2 separate regions of the Mus musculus genome follow, and region 2 is linked to region 1. A link is a contact called in public Hi-C data. All regions are on one chromosome and are shown on one strand. The core of a region is the stretch at or near the end of the contact, and the rest is flanking DNA. Distances in the headings are between cores, read along the strand shown. Region 1 has its middle 87 kb from the start of Pde3a. Region 2 holds the start of Pde3a (phosphodiesterase 3A, cGMP inhibited).

Region 1 (7,027 bases), core at 2,348-4,847:
TGATATAAATATTCCACATTCAACTGCAAACACATTATATATATGACTAGGTTATAATTGATGTATCTAAAAAGAGAAACTAAGGTCAATGTAATAAAGTATGAGACTTTAAAACTATGCTTTCAATAATAAGACAAAGACTGGAGAGATGACTTAGCAGTTGAGAGCAGTTGCTGTTCCCTCAGAGGTCCTGAGTTCAATTCCCAGCAACTACATGGTGGCTCAAAACCATCTATAGTGGGATATGATGCCCTCTTCTGTCTGATGATCTCTTCTGTCAGGCAAATATATGCCTGACATATATGCAAATAGACATATATGCAAACAGAGTTTTCACATACATAAACACATCTTTAAAAATAAATAAATAAGACAAGAAGAAAGAAACCCATAAACAGCTGACTTGAACAGTAGCATAAACCAAACACTCCTAGCAGGTATATATAGAACTTTCAAATCTACAACCAAATGCATATTCTTCTCACACGAAGAGGTAATGTCTTTTAGTACTCCAAGGGAAGGAATGTAAGTTTTGATGAGATTCTGAAAAAAAAAATACACACATAAGCACATATATACATATGCAAATACACAAAGGCAGTGCATGCATATGCATACAGCCATGTGCACCCAGCACACACACACACACACACACACACACACACACACACACACACACACACACTCCTGCAGAGGTTTCTCAGTCTCAGCTTGAGATAGAATTGCCCAGGGAGCTTTGTGCAGAACCCCTGGTGCTGGGGACATACCACACCTCACCACAGAAAGCAAAACTGTTAGAGATGGTCTCCAAGTATCAGTATCTTCCAGAACCTCCACACATGAGTCAAACATTCAGAAATGCAGACACAGAGGATTTTTCAGCTGTTAGATATTAGTTTGTTTGCTCCTGACGCTTCCCCCAACATTTTCTAACACTTTATGAAATCGTTAGGATGACATTTTGTAACTGAGGCACAGAAATGCATTCATAAGATTCTTGTTTTATATTTCTTAGAAACAGACAAATCCTAGTAGCATTAATGAAATTAGAGCCAAAACATTCCTCGGTGGAAGACAAGGGCATGCCTCACACGATCAGGAAGTGGAGTCTTAGTCTAGCTGAACAGTATGCCACATGACCCTATTTTTTAACAGCAGTGCCTTTAATATGTGTGGGTGTGTGAGTGGAACGGAGCATGATGGGAGCCAATGTTATTTCAAAGCTGAGCATTGTTTTCCTGATGTAGAGATGATGCAGACTCATGGAGAGGTCAGTATCCCCTTCTGCAATAAAGATGCTGATGATAGTAAATGTGGCTCTTTAAACACTAGAGTTCACTGTAGTTGGGAATGTGGCTCAGTGGTAGAGCATTTGCCTCATGAGGACTAGGAAGTGAGTTCATCCCTGACAGAGCAAGAGCGGGAGCGGGAGGGGAGGGGAGAGGAGAGGAGAGGAGAGGAGAGGAGAGGAGAGGAGAGGAGAGGAGAGGAGAGGAGAGGAGAGGAGAGAAGAGAAGAGAAGAGAAGAGAAGAGAAGAGAAGAGAAGAGAAGAGAAGAGAAGAGAAGAGAAGAGAAGAGAAGAGAGGAGAAGAGAAGAGAAGAGAGAAGAGAGAAGAAAGAAAGAGAGAGCAGAGTGGAGGGAGGGGAGGGAGGGGAATGGAAAAGGAGGGAGAGGAGGGGGGAGAGAGACAGAGAGAGATATGAATAAATAAATGTAAAGAGCTATTTTTATCCTATTTTGGGAAGGGTTGATAGCCTACTTTTGTGGTGCAACTTAAAATAATTGTCTTGTTTGTTTGTTTGTTTTTTCTTTTTTGGTAGGAACACAGAGGGAGGGAAGGAGGGGAAGAGGAAGGGAGGGATGGTAGAATCATCAGTGTATGATACTTGGTGTAACAATACAGACAGCAACCCTGTTCAGTCTGGTTTCAATGATTTGTGTGTGTGCTGATATGTGGATGGTTCCCAGAGTGTAAACATTCTGATGTTTTCTCCCATAGTTCTTAAGAACTTCTTGTGAACTGATACCCACTGGTTTTAGCTACACCGTGGGAGCCAGATGGCACTCAGGGCCCTTCTTGGAAGTGATGCGTCACTGCAGACAGCAGCACGTGCCCAGGGGACAAAGAGTCAAGGAAGCAGCAAATGATAGAAGACGACATCATCTCTCCCAAGGACCAAGGAACTGGGTGGGATGGGTGAGAGAAATAGTTCTGGAATTTAAAAACATTCCTTGATGATTCTGGAGAAAGCAGGGAGGAGAGAGAATGTTGTAAGACCAGGCATCTGCTGCCTGAAAACGCATGCTAACTGTGCTCAAGTGACAAAGTGACTCTTGATACCTGGGGCAGAAAAAGTAATAGGAACAAGATTTTAAAAGACAGACATTTCTAAAAACAATTTATCCTGTCCGCCACTAAGCATATAACAATTACATTAATCGCTTATGTTGATAGATTTACATATGAACAATACATATTCATTAATTGAATATATAAAACAGGTCAGCTATCAGTAATTATTGTTAATGATGCATAATATAAAGATAATAAATATTAGGGCTAGAGTGATAGATCAGCTGTTAAGAGTGCTTGCAACTTTCCCAGAAGACTGAGATTTGATTCCTAGCACCCTCATGGCACCCTCATTCCATAACTTTTCCAGGGAATCCAATGCCCTCTTCTGTCCTTCATGGGCACCAGGCATGCAAGTGGCACATGGAAATATATGTAAGCAGAACACCTATCCAACTAACACATGTATGACCTATGGATACATACAAAATATATTTGTTTTCATATATTTATTTATAATAAATAAAATATTTACTATCTTTAATCACAAGTTTTTGATGAGAAATTTTAAAAACTTAAATTTTGTGTTTTGTGTGTGTGTGCATGTGCAAGCACATGTGTGCCTGAGTCCTATGTTAGATGTATGGAGGTCAGAGGATAACTTATGGGCTTTGGTTCTCTCCTTCCATCATGTGGTTCCCAGGGATAGAATTCAGATGCTCGGGTCATCAGGCTTGGCCGCAAGTGCAGTTACCCACTGAGCCATCCTACTGGCAGAAGGCATTGAGCAGCAGTAGCAGCAGCAGCAAGAACAACAACAAATATAAAACATGTCATCCTATGCTAAATTTGAACTTTATGAAGGTTTGCTCAGTCATTATTCTTGTTCATTTAAATTTGCTCTCTGGACACAATTATATAAAATAACTCGTCCAGTGTTTAATCCACAAGGAATCATTTTTCCCAGCTGACAGCACTCTGGGAAAAAGTTAAGCAGACCATGGGGCCTGTGCAGCTGAGGATCATCAAAGCTCAGCACAGGGCGGAAATGCAGGATGTAAAAGCCATCTGGCCAGACATCATCAGCAAATTTTCACAAGGAGATCTAGCTTTTGTTACAGTGCAGAACAGAATTGTTTACACCCTCTTCATAAAATAAGTGATTCAAGGTTTAGGGGTGGGGTGTATCCCAGCAGGGCTGTCTTCAGACACCAAGAACGGGAGGACTTTCCATTCTCAAACATCTGTAGTTAAGACTAAGACTGTGGGGTAGGACACCTGACTCATAGCTCCCCCAGTCAGACTACACAGGAGTGTACAGCTGTGGGAGGACCTTAGGAAACAGGACACAATGACTGCTGCACTCAGGCCATAGCTAGCTTCTCTGTGATGGGTTAAAGCTCTGTGTGCTCACTAGTTATCTATCCTTTCCTGTTGATATTCACACTTGTTTTTCTTCCCATAGCCCCTTTCTTCTTGGACTTGCCCAGGCTAGCTCAATTTGGGACATGACTTCCTGTTTAGCATTTCCTATATAGGGAATGTGGATTAGTGCCTAAGAAATGATAAAACTCCAACTTTCAATGTTGTGCATTTTCGCTGTTTTTTTTTTTTTACACACACAATGAAGTCACGAACTTGGTGCTGTAGTTTGAAGTCTTAATGCTTCTTGCATTTGTTTATTCAACAGATATTCGATGTCTCCATGTAACAGGTATTTATACACGCCAGAAATAGCATAGAAGACAAAAAAAGAGCTAATAAATAAAAATAATGTCATCATTGTGCTAATATCCAGAAACTAGGTCTATTATACACATCTTTACATGTTAACATCTTCAAGCTTTATTTTTATGTGAGTCTGTGCGTGAGTGTATCACTTGCGGTTGAAGGAACACAGATGGCCAAATCCAGCAGCTTTCATGTGGGCTTTTGCCTCCAATTGCTTTCAGTTTCATCAGTGAGCTTTAGAGTAACTAGTTCTAATTTTCAATGTTTTCAGAAAGCTCGGCTGCCCTACAGTGTGATTCCAGTACACAGAGGAAACAATTTTCCAAGTGTCTGCGAGCACTGCAGCAGGAGCGTTGTTGCTTCAGTTGTGTGGTGGGTGTGCCCGTGCAGCTTCAGAGATTTACTTTAGGGAATCTAAAAGAATTATTTCCCCCCATTTTTGCACATACACATGCATATATGTGTCTCTTTGTGATATGCATATGTATGTATGGACACAGGTATGTAGAAGCATATGTGCATATATACCTCTCCATCAAACCTAGAAATCGTGGGCATAACTAGTCTCTAGAGTAAGCTTATGCTGGGGCTCCATCTTTGCTTTCCAAGTCTAGAATTACCGGTGGTCCACCATACCCTCCCAGCAGTCATATCTTACACGCGTTCTCGCGACTGGCCAAGAAGAACACAACAAACCGGAATCTTCTGCTTACATCTTCAGGAGCCAGAGAGCAAGAGAGCAAGAGCAAGAGCAAGAAAAAGAACAAGAACAAGAAAGCAAGAGAGAGAGAGAAAAAGCAAGAACAAGAGAGAGAGAAAGAATGGCAAAACCCCGTCCCTTTTAAGGAGAATTATCCTCCGCCTAGGACGTATTACTCCCTGATTGGCTGCAGCCCATCGGCCCAGTTGTCATCACGAGAAAGGCAGAACACATGGCGGGAAAACTGCCCCTGCACGTGTGCAGATTATGTTTACCACTTAGAACACAGCTGTCAGCGCCATCTTATAATGGCAAATGTGAGGGCGGCTCCTCACAGTCATATATGTTCTAGGGATCAGGATATTTTCCACAATCTTTCCTGCTTTATCACTGAACAGTACCCATCCCAAACCCAGGAATAATTCTTTTTTTTAAATTAGGTATTTTCCTCATTTACATTTCCAATGCTATCCCAAAAGGCCCCATACCCTCCCCCCCACTCCCCTACCCACCCACTCCCACTTCTTGGCCCTGGCGCTCCCCTGTACCGAGGCATATAGTTTGCAAGACCGATGGGCCTCTCTTTCCAATGATGGCTGACAAGGCCATCTTTTGATACATATGCAGCTAGAGTCAAGAGCTCCGGGGTACTGGTTAGTTCATATTGTTGTTCCACCTATAGGGTTGCAGTTCCCTTTAGCTCCTTGGGTACTTTCTCTAGCTCCTCCATTGGGGGCCCTGTGTTCCATCCAATAGCTGACTATGAGCATCCACTTCTGTGTTTGCTAGGCCCCGGCATAGCCTCACAAGAGACAGCTATATCAGGGTCCTTATTCACCTTGTCTTTTCTGTACTTCCAATAGCTTCTGAGACAATAGCTAGGAATATCTCAGTCAAGCAACTGAGCTATTAGTGACAGAAGTTGGAATAAAACTCTTGAGAGTAACAGAGGGAAAAAAAACACATGGTAACATCCCAACAGAGAAGACTGGAAAAAAATGTTGTGCAAGCTGTCAACCCTCTGGGGTTCAGGAACTGGGTGAGAGTCCAGTCCAAAAAGGTGAGGTCATTAGCCCAAGCAACTTAGGTCAAGCACATGTTAAAAGCTATAAATTCAGTTGTCAGTTTATTAATCTCTTTTCTAACTTGTAGAACTCAAGCCAACTAGGCCAAGCAGAAAATTATCATTTTTTATCTACTTGGACAATGCATAATAATTTTTTTATAAGTAAAACTATAAACTTTAAGTTTTTCTTTGAAAACGGTTTTATTTTTAGTGCTCTCACAACCAGTATTGGAATGGATAAGGCCTCCCTCTTTTAAGTCATGTATCTCATGTTAAATAGCTCCTTTAATGTCCTACATAACTCAGGTCCAAATGATCAGTTTTCCTGTCCCCACCACCAGAATATCAGCCATGCTCTTATAGGGACCAACTAAGACCATGACATTAAAATGTATCTCATTTTTCAGGCAATGATCTTCAACATTACAGCCTCTTTAAAAATATTTATAATTTAAATCTTAAAAAAAAAAACAGGGCTGGAGAGATGGCTCAGTGGTTAAGAGCACTGACTGGCTGCTCTTCCAGAGGTCCTGAGTTCAATTCCCAGCAACCACATGGTGGCTCACAACCATTTGTAATGAGATCTGATACCCTCTTCTGGTATGTCTCGAGACAGCAACAGGGTACTCATACAAATAAATAAATAAATCTTTAAAAAATATTTATAATTCTGTGTAGATGTATGTATCTATGTTTGTGTGCATATGTGCAACTAAGTACTATAGTAGGCTAGGAAAGGGCTTTAGAATCCTAGCATTAGAGTCATAGGGCATGGCGAGCCCCCAGTAAGGGTGCTAAGAACCATACTTAGGTCCTCTGCAAGAATAGCAAGTGCTCTTAACAACTGAGCCATCTCTACAAACCCTACAGTCACTTTCCGATAATCTCCTTGATTCTCTTTCCACAGTTCATAATCTAAATTGTTTTTTAGTGTATAAATAGGTTAGCAATTCCTAGCCTCAAAATTTTGGCTACTATCTAATCAACTATTTGGAGAAATGTAAATACTTTATGCATTACAAAGCCTTTTCATACACTCTCATCTGTGTTTTCAACTTCATCTCTCTCTGTACGCAAATATATAGTTTACACTGAGTACTTCAAATCTATAGTTTCTAAATACAATTTGTTTCTTTTATTTTACATTTTACATGTGTTATTTTTCCACTTGTAGATGCCCTTGCCTGCGGGGGGGGGAGGTGTCCTTCTTCTGAAAATATCTAGAATTTTGTGAC
Region 2 (7,027 bases), core at 2,763-5,262, 87 kb after region 1:
GTGTAGGTGGAAGGGTGGAGTGGCAGGCCGGATGATAAGGCACTGCCTAGTTTAGCCACTCAGTGGCAGCTCACTGTAAATGCATGAAGGTCAGAGAGGTAGTGGAGAACAAAGGAAGCCACACAGAGGAGTGAAATCTTTTAAAATGTTCAGGACATTCCCCTTGAGTATATTTATATTTGGCAAAATGCAAAGGATTTTCGCAAAGAACCAATCAAGCCACATTGGCTGGACCTGGCTGAGTAGGGGGCTTTCTGACAGTTTCTTGTGTTACCTATGTGTGGGTCATCTTTTTCTTGTTTGTTAGTTTTTGGTCACTTTCCTGAATCAGGAATAGTCACCTGTTTCAAAGGGCAATATTTATATTTGGCTGCTTCAAAGCTGTCTCCTAGACTGTGGCCGGCCTCATTTAACTCACCTGACTGATAACCGCTAGCCACCGTTCACTTCCCTACTTCTATCCTGTCTATCCCTGCAACTTTCTGCTTCTAGCAAGAACATCTGGCCAGCTTTCAATACCTTCCTTGGGTTCTGGAATGGTTAAGAGGCAGAAAAATAGACCTTCTTGTCTTTGAGTGGGACAGTTAACTTTCTGATTGTAATTTTTCTTAAAAATGGGAAGAAAGCCAGGTGCCAGGACATTGTTTCGTTTTACACTAATGACCAGCTCCAATAATGCCATCAACACACAGATTCAGTGATGTTTTGCTGTTAGTCAATGACAAGTGTTTTACTAAAACACTTATATTAGCAGTATGAAAGAAATGTTCACGTGTGGCCATTCGTCTGCCATGTAGGCATGTGGCAATTAGGGACAACTTTGAGGAGCTCCGTCTCTTTTTGTGTGGTCCTGGGATTGAGCTCAGGTCCAAAGGTCTTTGCACAGAAATTTCCTTTACCTACTGAGATCTCACTAGTCCGCTGATGACAGCTTTCAAACCATATCCACTGTCAATCTTGTGAGAGCTCTGTTTGGATGATCATATGTAATTACTTTACCTGAAAAACTAAATGGGTGTGGACGTCAAAGATGGAGAAACATGGAAATATTCTTTCATCCCCAATTCTGCTTCTACCCCCACCCCGACCCCCTGCAAGCTTTACAACATATGCTCAGATTTCTGATTTACTGTGCTTTCCCCATGCCAAGGGGCAGCAGGCTCTTCACTTTCAAGGGTCCCAGGTAGGCTCTGGCAGCTGAATCTTGGGTAAAATGGAAACTCATGGAAGTGTGCGTGCATGCTAGGGGGCTCGAGTTTCTTCAGCAAAGGCGATGCTACTCCTGTTTCCTTAATTATTAGACAGATGGTGCCACTGCCACCGTTGACTAGCTGCCCAACACATGCTCCTGAGCAGTGGCATAGTTCTGGACATGTGACAGAGGGGAGCTGGCTGCCTGGTCACACCCGCTCCTGTTCCTTTTTGCCTAAAGGCTTTGTGAATGCCCAGCTGGGATTGCAGTAGGCTGTTTCCCATAAAAAAAGAATCTACAACATAAGCCACGTTTTCCCACTGCCCCCATGAATCCATTTTATTTCCTCCATCTCCTCTTGGCAATATTTTATTGCTCTTTCGCTACACACAAAACACAGTGGCATTTTGAGCCAATTACCCAAGTCCTCCAAGCTATAAACACACTTTAACCTGAAGCACCAAGATAATTGAGACAAACATCAGTTTATTATTATTTGGGAGAGACAAATGACACCCAGTCAGTCACTATTCAAGCTGAGCAAGAGTTGACACTTCTTATTCCAGCAACACTTTGATGTCATTTGAATATACTGAGCAGATCCGGAATTCTTTTGCATAGACTGCCAATGAAGTTAGCATCGTGGTTTTCTAAATGCCACATGGTCACTGTGGTATGTGATCATGAAATCATTAATAATGGAGGGATTTTGTTTGTTGTGGGTGTGTGTCACTAGCTGGGCTTCCTAGCTCTGCAGAGGAAGCTCAGCAAATAGTAGAATTTACCACACATAAACAGTAACTGTTGACTAAGGATACTTGTGCTCTGGAGTTGGGGAGAGGGATACACTTTCCCCCAGTGTTCCATTTGTCTTGCAGGCTGTCTTCTAACTCCCAACACTTTTCCTGTTTCAGCTTTCTAGATCCCGGGGTTATATGTCCTGGCACTCCCAGATAGACTTTTAAAATTACTTAAAAGTTTTCTTTCTGCCTGTCTGTCCTTTTGTTTGTTATGTGTGAATATGTGTGAGTACAGATACCTGTGGAGTCCAGATGAGGGCATCAGATCCCCTGGAACTAGAGTTAAATGCAGGTGGCTCTGTGCCACCAGATGTGGGTGCTGGGAACTCCTTGGGTTCTCTGAAAGAGCAGTAGGGGCTCTTGATTGCTGAGCCATCTCTCTATTCCTTTCTCATCTTTTTATTCTTCTCACTCTATATTTCCTGCCTGTATGAAAAACAAACAAACAAACAAACAAAAAAAAAACTGGCTTTGTGCACTAGGTAACTCTGAGATTCTTCCATAGACTAGAATAGGTAGAGGTAGAGAAACACTAAGAAAAGCATGTTTGGGCCTTCAAGATGTCTCAGTGGGTAGCAGGGAAGGTGTTTACCATTAAGCTTAAAGACCTTAGCTTAGTCCTCTGGGCCTTGGAAAGGAGAGAGCTGACTCCCTTGAGTTGTCTTGTGATCTCTCACACAGACTTACACAAATAATTAAAATGTAGCTTTAAAAGATGGGCGTGGCTTCTCTGTGGCAAACAGACCTTCCACCTGGAGCAGAGTGTGAATGAGCCTTTGAGATGGGTTTCCAGCTATCCTGAGGGAGGGCACACTCTCATGCCCAGGATCTTCTCCTGGTTAAAAGCTCAGACAGAAGTGCCATTTTTCAAGAACATGAGCTAGCATGCAAGCTTTCATCCCTCAGAGCCATCCACAAATCCCAGCATCAGGGCTGCCAGGACCACCCCCACCCACCCCCTCTCTTTAGCTGGTAGGACCCATCTCTAGAAATGGAGTAGTCCAGCCCTGAGCAATAACTGCCATGCTTGAGCCTAGGGAGTTCCTAGGGAGTTCCCTTAAAACCCAGCAAGAGGCAGAACTGTGGCCCCTGCAGAGGCCTCTCTTGGAGTTTTAAGCACTCAGTTCCACTGTTTTCTCCCTTGCAAAAACAGCAGCCACCATGCATCAAAAGGAAAGATGATTATTTAAAGAAAAACAAGAAAAGGGCCTCACTTTCTTCCTGTTCCTACCGGTTACTCACCAGCTCACGGATCTCCCTCCTCCTCTCTGATACTGCAGCCTCTCCTCACACTGTGTTCTTGGGTGAAACTTAGCAACTTCTGCAATAGGTCTCAGTTCTTCTCTCTCTCCTTCCTTCCTCTCTCCCTTCCTTCCTTCCTTCCTTCCTTCCTTCCTTCCTTCCTTTCCTCCCTCCCCCTCTCTTCTCTCTCTCTCTCTCTCTCTCTCTCTCTCTCTCTCTCTCTCTCTCTCTCTCTCTCTCTCTCTCCTTCCTTCCTTCCTTCCTTCTTCCCTTTCATCCTACTTTTTGTCATGAACTGGGTAGAGAGGCTGGAAGGCTCTGCTTCCTACCTCTGCAAAACAAGGGGTCTGCATCCTGGGGCATCGCCCAAGCTCGGGGTGGGGGTGGGGTGAGGTCCGCCAAGGAGAGCAAGCGGGCGAGAGAGAGGAGAGATAAAGAGGAAAATTGGGAGAGGTAAAGAAAGAAAGGGGGAGGGGGAAAAAGGGGAGGAGGGAGAGGGAAGAGTCGGAGGGAGTGGGGAGACGGAGGGGGAGGGAGGGAGGGAGGGAGAGAGAGGGGAGAGAGAGAGAGAGAGAGAGAGAGAGAGAGAGAGAGAGAGAGAGAGAGAGAGAGAGAGAATGAATAAGAGAATATGCTGCGGGGGGGGGGGGAGTGAGGGAAGGGGGAAGGGGAGGTCAGACACCTACCGTCCCTGAACGCCCAAGGATGGCCTGAGCTCGCCCAGTGCCCCAGCCTGCCTCAGCATCAGCGGTCCCTGAGCACTCAGTGAGTTGAGCAAGTGTTAAAATCCCGAAGTAGGAAGAGACCCCGCAGGGTATAAACTCTGGCTGAGGGTGGAGCGGAGGACTTTTAAGAGAGAAAGGAAAGGAGAGAGGGAGAGGGAGAGGGAGAGAGAGAGAGAGAAAGAGAAAAGGAGAGGAGTGGGGGTTGAAAATTCCAAGGCTGATCCTGCTAGCTGCCAACTTGAAGTCTTCAGCTCGCACTCTTGAGTTCTCTGCAAGGCTGAAACTTCGCGTAGATCCGGAAGAAGTGATTCCGAGAGTGGGCTCGAGAAGAGCGCGGACGCGCGAGTGGGACGGGTGGGGGTTGTCCGCAGAGCATGGCAGTGCGGGGCGAGGCCGCCCAAGACCTAGCCAAGCCGGGCCTCGGAGGGGCGAGTCCCGCCCGTGTGGCAAGAGGGAACCACCGCCATCGTGGCGAGTCCTCTCCATCCCCTCGGGGCTCCGGCTGTTGTTGGAGAGCCCTGGCGCTGCAGCCGCTCCGGCGCTCGCCTCAACTCTCCTCGGCGCTGTGCGCGGGCTCCCTGTCCGTGCTGCTGGCGCTGCTGGTGAGGCTGGTCGGCGGGGAGGTCGGAGGCGAGCTGGAGAAGAGTCAGGAGGCGGCGGCCGAGGAGGAGGAGGAGGAAGGAGCCCGAGGGGGCGTCTTCCCGGGCCCTCGGGGAGGTGCTCCCGGGGGCGGCGCGCAGCTCAGCCCTTGGCTGCAGCCGGCCGCGCTGCTCTTCAGTCTCCTGTGCGCCTTCTTCTGGATGGGCTTGTGCCTGCTGCGCGCCGGGGTGCGCCTGCCTCTGGCCGTCGCGCTGTTGGCCGCCTGCTGCGCCGGGGAAGCGCTGGTGCAGCTCTCCTTGGGCGTGGGGGACGGTCGCCTGCTGTCGCTGCCCGCCGCGGGGGTCCTGCTCAGCTGCCTAGGTGGCGCGACATGGCTGGTGCTGAGGCTGAGGCTGGGCGTCCTCATGGTCGCCTGGACTAGCGTGCTTAGGACGGTGGCCCTGGTTTCTCTGGAGAGGTTCAAGGTCGCCTGGAGACCTTACCTGGCATACTTGGCGGCCGTGCTTGGGCTGCTGCTGGCCAGGTACGCCGAGCAGATCCTGCCGCAGTGCTCCGGGCCGGCTCCGCCCAGGGAGCGGTTTGGGTCCCAGTTGAGCGCGAGGACCAAGGAAGAGATTCCGGGGTGGAAGAGGAGGAGGCGGTCCAGCTCGGTGGTGGCCGGCGAGATGTCCGGCTGCAGTGGCAAGTCTCACCGGAGGACCTCCCTGCCCTGCATACCCAGGGAGCAGGTAAGCTGGGGCTGCGCCTTTGGGGTTGCTCCTGGGAAACTTGAAACAGTCAAAGTGCAGGGAGTGGGGCGCAAGCGGCCGGGAAGCCAGCCTGCCAAACAGTAAAACTTTACACTGTACTAAGAAAGATTTCTTTTTTCTTTTTCTTTTTTGCCCGTTCTCTGTCCCTTGGAGTAGTTTACAGCCAGAACAACAGAAAACAGGAAAAAGTAAAAAACAGAGTGGCCTTACCCAGACTTCCACAGCTGGGCCCTGTTTTCAAATCTCCTACACCTGGTTTTTGAGTCCCTGCGTTTCTTGAAGCATTTCTGCCCTCCCTGAATTTTTGGAAGTTATTTATTTATTGCAAGTGGCTTTCAGCACGTGCGTCTTCTATATTTCTGTGTCTTTAAAGAGATAATAATTTTTTTTTCTTATCAAGTGCCAGGTAAACAGTTACAAAAACTAGTAAGGAAGTTTCAGTAGCCAGGCAGGCATCCTGGATGGTCAGAGGCTGGACTCGCACTCCTGTTTTCGCAGTGACTCTTGTTTAGAGGCACAGCATCAGATGGCAGCCAGTCTGCTTTTAGATATACTTTAGTTGCTACACAGCACTGTGTTGAACTCTGAACTGAGGCTTTACACTTTAGGGCTATGTGTGAACTTTAGAATGGCACAGAATTGGGCGCAATGCTTTTATTGTTCATTCAGAAAAGTAACCTTCCTCGTGGGCGTTTATACACCCAAATGGAGAGGCAGACATTCAAGAGACTTCCTCAGGGTTTGCAGGAAGTATTGATCCAAACTCTCTTAGGATTGCTAGCGATATGTGTCTTGGAGGAAGGAGGAGGTGGGGGAGTGGAATTCGGAGTGAAGTGTGTGCAGCAGTTTCCCAGTAATTATTTGGGGGAGGGGATTGCAAACATCTTTAGTGTCATGGGACACTTACCCTTCATACTTTAGGAGAACCATTTCCAATTTTAAACACAAGCTGTACCTAAGCTCTTTCCTTCAGTTTTCTCCACCAGGGTTGACATTTGTTGAAGGGGTTGGGAAAGCTGATTCTGCGCTCTAAATAGAAATTTGCACTTTTTTTCTACTTAAATTCATACCTACCCATGATCCCCTTAGGATGACTTTCAGGTTGAAAGGCTGTCCCTATGATATAGTAAGCGTTTTCTTTTCGGGTTATCCTAGGGATAAGTGTTAGCTATCCTTTAGAAATATATCAGCCACCATATGGTGTGAGTGGTTGGGTTGTCTCAGAAAGGGAGCTGATTGCCCAGATGGATAGCTCGTGGACTTTATGTTGTGGACTGGATGACAGCAGTGCATGCTTGCGCTTACTGTAAAACAAATGTACTTATTTAACTTTTTGTTTAGCAGAAAAAATATTTCTGGGTTTAAATCTGTTCTAAGAGTCAAGGGAAAAATACAGGCCACTGACTGACACTTTGTTTGTATAGAAATTTGGAAATTGTTATAACAAGTTATGTACCGATGGGTGCAGGAGAGATAGATAGATGAGAGAGAGAGAGAGAGAGAGAGAGAGAGAGAGAGAGAGAGAGAGAGAGAGAGTTTTTGAATGAAAGTATGACTATTAAAAACACCCGACAACACACTTGTCTTTAACTTAAAGGGAAATGTGATGTAGTCCTTGCCAACATTGAAGCCTAGCTTATAGGAAAAATCTGGATTGAATCAGAAGTAATTTGACTCTGCAGTGATGCCACTTAGCCCTCAAAATTAAATTTCTGACGT

The links. Hi-C and Micro-C count contacts between places; a contact is called where the count stands out from the background.
Region 2: a Hi-C map of uterus shows a contact between it and region 1, with 2.4 times the contacts expected there. The contact joins the promoter of Pde3a here to the enhancer-like site in region 1. A contact is called at or near these places in 2 of 39 promoter capture datasets (both in liver), 10 of 484 Hi-C or Micro-C datasets (embryonic fibroblasts, liver, muscle stem cells and 2 more), 1 of 115 datasets of contacts at active chromatin or transcription factors (neural progenitor cells) and 1 of 9 other capture datasets (adipose tissue).

Annotation. Positions count from the first base shown.
Region 1 is chr6:141,158,469-141,165,495 of GRCm38.p6, forward strand. No RefSeq gene overlaps it. Among named protein-coding and RNA genes, the nearest start is that of Pde3a, 87 kb to the right of the region's middle. Within about 2 kb of position 3,598, at least 9 of the 459 cell types and tissues checked have an H3K27ac peak or open chromatin away from gene starts, as enhancers often do. A contact at or near this core is called in uterus, where this site is marked.
Region 2 is chr6:141,245,257-141,252,283 of GRCm38.p6, forward strand. It overlaps Pde3a (phosphodiesterase 3A, cGMP inhibited), which reads left to right and starts at 4,013. Exons shown (of 16, transcript NM_018779.2): 1 at 4,013-5,287. The coding sequence starts at 4,334. It overlaps Gm28523 (a long non-coding RNA gene), which reads right to left and starts at 5,399. Exons shown (of 2, transcript XR_378118.4): 1 at 3,921-5,399; 2 at 1-2,418.